Linked DNA regions of Danio rerio: region 2 is linked to region 1. A link is a contact called in public Micro-C data. All regions are on one chromosome and are shown on one strand. Each heading gives the region's core, a stretch centred on a gene start, on an enhancer-like site or on the middle of the called end of the contact. The rest is flanking DNA. Distances are from core to core; before and after follow the strand shown.

Region 1 (3,031 bases), core at 372-2,871:
ACTTCTGGACTTAAATGTAAAGTAGTAGCCTATTCATCAAAACCTAGAAATGTTGCTTGGACCTTATGAATTTAGTCATCTTATTCATATATAAATCATTAGTAATAATTTTTTTAAACATATTTTGCATGTATTCCTCTGCGTACCACTGGAAGGATGCCCGCGTACACAAAATTTGAGAACCACTAGTATAGATTAAAAATATAAGATACGATTTGTGAGGGGTGTACAGTACTTAAATATGCTAAGGACCATATATGTAGAAAATGTAACTGTTGCAGTATTGGTTATTTATTTACTATAATTATTGTATCACCTCTACAACTAGAATAACCACAACAGATTATGAACGGAACAAAGCGCCCTAGAACAGCTGTGATAATGTGTGTGTGTGCGCGCGCTGTATGCTGTATTCGGGTTTTCTTTCTGCTGACATAAACACCTTCACACTCTTTAAAACTGTCCTTTTATTATACAAGGCCGTTCTCTACATTCACTAACATTACTGTAACCTTGTTTATTGTCAATAATATGTGTATATTCACATAAATGTGTTTGATTTAGTTTGTTTTGAATGGGGACACGTTGGTTCTGAACGTTCTGGGGTTTTGTTTTGTTGACCTTTTAGCTTGGGTAAATGTTTGTTTTGGTTTGTTTTTGCTGGGTATGGATATAAAAAAAATATGAATTTAAAAGATAGATTTGTGAGGGGTGTACTTATATATGCTGGGCACTGTATAACAGCCCATATGTCGAAAATATACAGTAGGCCTATTGGTTATTCGTTTATATTACTATAATTGTTGTATCACCTCTTCAACTAGAATTACCACAACAATTACAGCTACTTATAGTATTTTTTTCACGGTGGGAGAGTTCCAGCAGAAAAAAAAACATTTGCATTTAAGCATTCACACTCTTGTAAACTTGTGTTAACCCAAAGGGGGTTACATCCACGAGTTTCGCGGGAACAGGTTCAAGCGAGTGCCGTGGGGCGGAAGTGACGTCCAACCTGGGGGCGGGACCAGCTGTTGTTGGGACACATGACTTAAGAGGCTGTCCTCCTGCATTTGTTTTGACAAGCAGAGAGAGAGAGAGAGAGAGAGAGAAGGAGAGAGAGAGAGAGAGAGAACATGAGCTTTGTCCCTGCTGATCATTTAATCTCCGAGATATCGTTCAGACATCTCGAAAACTTCTGTTTAGAGTCCGTCATCGCGTTCTGCCAGTCGCGTCGTGCAGATAGTTTCAACGTTGTTAACCTAGTCGTTCCGTCACCAGTGTTTTCTTGCTTTTATGGGGAGGGTTTATGATCAAGTGGTCGAAAAAGAAGGGGGTTTAGAGAAATGAGCCACTTCTTGTCGGCTAAAGTGAGACTCGCCACAGCAACGTAACATTTCTCCAGTCTGGAGTAGATGATGGTGATGTTGATGATGATGATGTTGGTGGTTCCTTGTTAGTGTCTCATCTACCAGTCCAGGGTCCGATCTTGCTGGTTGGTGAAAATGATCTCGGGGATCCCGATGCGTCTCATGTGGCTTTAATTTGAGCAGATCAGTGGCAGAGGAGAGACTGGTGTGTTGGCACTGGAGCTCGTTTAAGCATCGGCAATGAGGCGACTGGCAGGCGGGATATTTATCTAGATAGAGAAGAGGGATGATAATTGCGTGTTTATTTAAGTAGACCGCTGGTGTTTTGATGGACTAGTTCATCAGACCGCTGGACTCTTAACATACAGTGGCATATAGATCCACGCTTGATCTCACAGTTCAGATCGTTAATATCCGAATGGCTGTGTGCCAGATCGATAGCTAACCGATGTCTAAGGGACGAGTTTTTAAGTCTAAACAAAGATCTGAAGACGGAAGACGGACCGCGGGCATCCTGGAGGGGATCACGGTGTCTGTGACCAACATGAAACCTGACAGAGGTAAATATATCCAATAAAAGAATAGAAAATTGCGTGATTACACCAGTGTATGAATGTCATCTGTGTTTGAGTCGTGACGTCACGGCGCTGCAGTGTTTGTTTCATTGTTTCATGCATGTGCTTTGATAATGTGCAGATGATGCATTGTAACATTTTGTTTTTGTCGCTGCTAATGCGTTAGTTGTCGCTTTCTGAACAGAACAAAGCGCCCTAGATCAGCTGTGTCAATGTGTGTGTGCGCTGTATGTTGTTTGTGTTTTTTTCCGCTGACATAAACATCTTCACACTCTTTAAAACTGTCCTTTTATTATATAAGAGCGTTCTCTACATTCGCTACCGTTACTGTAACGCGATTTATCGTCGATAATATGTGTACAATCATGTAAATGTGTTTGTTTTGGTTGGGGATAAGTTGGTTTTGATGGTTCTTGGGTTTTGTTTTGTTGCTTATATGCATATGGATTGCATATTTGCCGTTTGGGTTTGGTAAATGTTTGTTTTGGTTTGGTATAGGTTTGTTTAAGCTGGGTATGGGTTTGTTTTGGCCAGACTTTGTACAAGGTGTGTATTTGTTTTTAGGTGTTTGGATTTAAATGTGTTTTTGTTGGTTACATGTATTTTTGTTTGACTATGCGTTTAGTTTGATTTGAGCTTGGCTTTTTTGTTGGATGCATGTTTGATTTGTTTAGGTATGTGAATGCTTTGTTTAGAATCAGAGCAAGGTCAGATTTGCTTTAGTTGGATGTGGTCTTGGTTAGGTTAGCTAGCTTTGTTTTAAGTAGGTCAGGCTTTTTAGTCTGTTACTTTTTATCATTATTATTTTTATTTTTTACACAGGGCTGGGTGATTATTCGAAATGAAACTGCAAATGCGATTAAGCGATTCTCATGTACATCTTGTCAGGGAAGCACGTCTAGTAAATATCCTCCAAAGGCCAGAGGGTGCACTTGTGCAGAAACTTTAAGCTAGTAATGTGACTAAGAATCATAAAACCATAAATGGCCACAACTACTAATATAAACACTTGACTGAAATAAGGAAAAGAGTTTGAATAAAAACAGTTTATGTTGTATTTTCACATGATTGCAGATGCAGCAGCATTTA
Region 2 (3,031 bases), core at 246-2,745, 110 kb after region 1:
TCCCCAGTATACTTCAAAATAACTTGAAGAACAAAGTGAAATGACATAATTTCAAACAAAATCCATCCAAATGAAGTTCATTTTGGCAGTTCGAAATAGCTCACCAAAGCAAACTTTTTGTGAAGATTGGATTGACTCCTTGACGTGACGATTACACATTCCGTAACAATTACACACTCTGTGATGATTACACAATCAGTAGGTGTGCTCTGAACTCTGAAAAGCTCTGAAGATTTTTGACATGCAATTGATCCATATCTCAAATCCACAGAGGTCAAGCAGGAGAACATCATCCATAATAACAAAACCAACATTAATACACTGGCGATTCCAGTAGCAGAGCTGATGTGAATGTATCAAATTACAAATAATTCCAGTTAAATACAAACTTCCTTTATAAATTATGCAAGACTTATGAAATCATGTCAAAAATAGCCTACCTATTTGATGCAAGAATATATAATTGTGCTGTTTGATTCAGAGAGGAAGAAAATGTTAAGTAATTTTGTTTTCTTTTAGAACAATTGATGTCTTGTGATTCTTTGTATTCGAACTCTCTGACTAATATGCATCAATAAAACAGTTAAATTAAAAAGTACCCTAACTAAAACTCCATTATATATCACTGATGACATACTGTGACAACTTTAAAAAATACAACCTATAGATAGTAATATGTGCAACTATTTTGTTCAGAAATCTAGTCACCAAACTGTACATTATTCATTCATTCATTCATTCATTCAATTATTTTCTATACGGCTTAGTCCTTTTTTTCATCAGGGGTCGCCAAAGTGGAATGAACCGAAAACTTATCCAGCATATGTTTTGCGCAGCGGATACCCTTCAAGCTGCAACCCATCAAAGGCAAACACCCGTACACTCTTATTTACTCACATACACTAAGAACAATTTAGCTCACCCATATCACTTATAGCACATGTCTTCGGACTGTGTGGGAAACCGGAGCACCCGGTTAAGTTGCAGATTGTTCTATGTGACTTAATATGTTTAATTACTACTTTACAAAATATTTACAGCAAAAAAAAATTAAAACTGAATTTTTTTATTAAAGACTTGGTAAATATTATTTAATTTGAGAATTTGCCCCTGTACTTTGCCTCTGTGTGTTGTTTTTATTATTTAATTATTATTTTTATTAATTTTACTTGTTTATTATTGTACTTGATGTCATCCAAGTGGTTAATATGTTTGTATTGTTAAAACACAATAATAATAAACAATACATATATATATATATATATATATATATATATATATATATATATATATATATATATATATATATATATATATATATATATATATATATATATATATATATATATATATAAAATGAATTACCATTCATTACCATTGGTCGTACGTCACCTTACGTGATTATTATTCATTAGTCAGCCTTCACCATAGTAGTATTGGTACGTTCGTGGGCGGGCTATATGCATACAGTAGAATAGTCCGCAGATTAGAAGCTCAGATTGTGATTTCTAAACTAAACAATCAACACAGATCAAATATATAAGGCGAAATGGAGGATATAAAGTCTGAGGAGACGAATGTGGCGGAGCAGAAAGTGAGTATATTTGAAGATTATGACATCAAACCGTTGCAGTCTTAGGAGATATGAGCTTCTCTGCTATAAAACAGTATTTACCGACTCGGATAAATTCACATAGCATCGATAACACACTGGTTAAAAAGCGATCTTCCTATAAACCCTGCTTTATTACCACTGGCGGATTTGATGTTAGCTTTATGTTCTGTCTTTCTGGTACATCTGAATGTAACGTTAATTCAAAGCTCTGCTGCTACAGATGTGTTAAGGCCTTTTATGACCAATACTCTGATAGAATATTAAAATGACCATCTCTATTACATTTCCTGATAGATAAAGTGGAGAAAATGTATGGGTTGAAATTTGGCTATTAATAATGTTGCTGTTAGTTTGTCTTGTTCCAGATAGGGTTGTGATGTTAGCTAACCATTAGCATGCGAAGCTAAGTTTACTGGTGCAAAGCCATCAGTATCGTTATATTAACTACAATTTCTCTGTCTATGTATACGTAAGCTGAGGGAAGTCAGTGTAGATTGACAAAGATTTTATAATCATGAAATTCTTACACGACATACAATGAATAAAACAGCACCATCATTTCATTCAAAATAATCAATACACTTCGATATTGAAATTAAAGCTCAGTTACATAAAAAGTAATCTCTAGACTAAGATTTGAGAACTGTGGCGATTACGAATATCCCATATTTCTGTTACAGTTAACTATATTAACTAAGTTTTATTAGACTGTAATACTTCAGTTCTACCCCTGTAAGAAACTTTTGTTCTCTTGATACCTTTAGATTTTATTTATTAATCTTTCTAAAACATCTAAACATCTAGTTTTACTTTTGGAAATAACTAAATCTGATTCTTGCCATTATATATTAGCCATAGTTGTTGAGAATATCAGTGCTAAGACTGTCAATAACTATGTTTCCATACATGAATTTTATATAGGCTGTTACACAATAGTCCACCAAATTGTTATTATATATAAATTTTTTTATTTTTAGCAATAAAATTTATAGATAGATGAGAATGTCCAACTGAATTTTTGTCGCTTCATATTTACATTCAAAGCTAATTTAAAATTAGTCTTTGGATGTCTGTTGTCCTATTTTATGTGGCTATTAACCTAAAATACAATCTTTTTATAAAATAGCCCACGTTGTCCGGCAAGCAGGGGAGCAAAGTATTTTTTTACCCAAATAGAAAATGTTTTTTGAAGTGTACATGTACAGTATGAAGTAATATTATGTGTTTGTTAGCAGAAAGTTGCTGGGAAACTTGAGGCACATGTATTCAAAAAAAGCAGGAAAAAGAAATGCATTCGGTCAATTTAACCATTGTACTGTAGCCAATACTAGCCATCCAAGGTAGAAATTAGGGCTGTACAATATATTGTTTGAGCATCGATATCGCAATTTGTGCATCTGCAATAGTCACATTGCA

The links. A called contact is a pair of places that touch in the nucleus more often than the background predicts.
Region 2: a Micro-C map of caudal fin shows a contact between it and region 1, with 8 times the contacts expected there. The contact joins the promoter of arpp19a here to the promoter of atosa in region 1. A contact is called at or near these places in 3 of 18 Hi-C or Micro-C datasets (caudal fin, hematopoietic stem cells and an unstated tissue) and 2 of 4 datasets of contacts at active chromatin or transcription factors (embryo and gastrula embryo).

The regions. Positions count from the first base shown.
Region 1 is chr18:41,687,155-41,690,185 of GRCz12tu, forward strand. It overlaps atosa (atos homolog A), which reads left to right and starts at 1,622. Exons shown (of 12, transcript NM_001202420.1): 1 at 1,622-1,927. The coding sequence starts at 1,816.
Region 2 is chr18:41,799,082-41,802,112 of GRCz12tu, forward strand. arpp19a (cAMP-regulated phosphoprotein 19a) reads left to right here and starts at 1,496. Exons shown (of 3, transcript NM_200630.1): 1 at 1,496-1,594. The coding sequence starts at 1,550.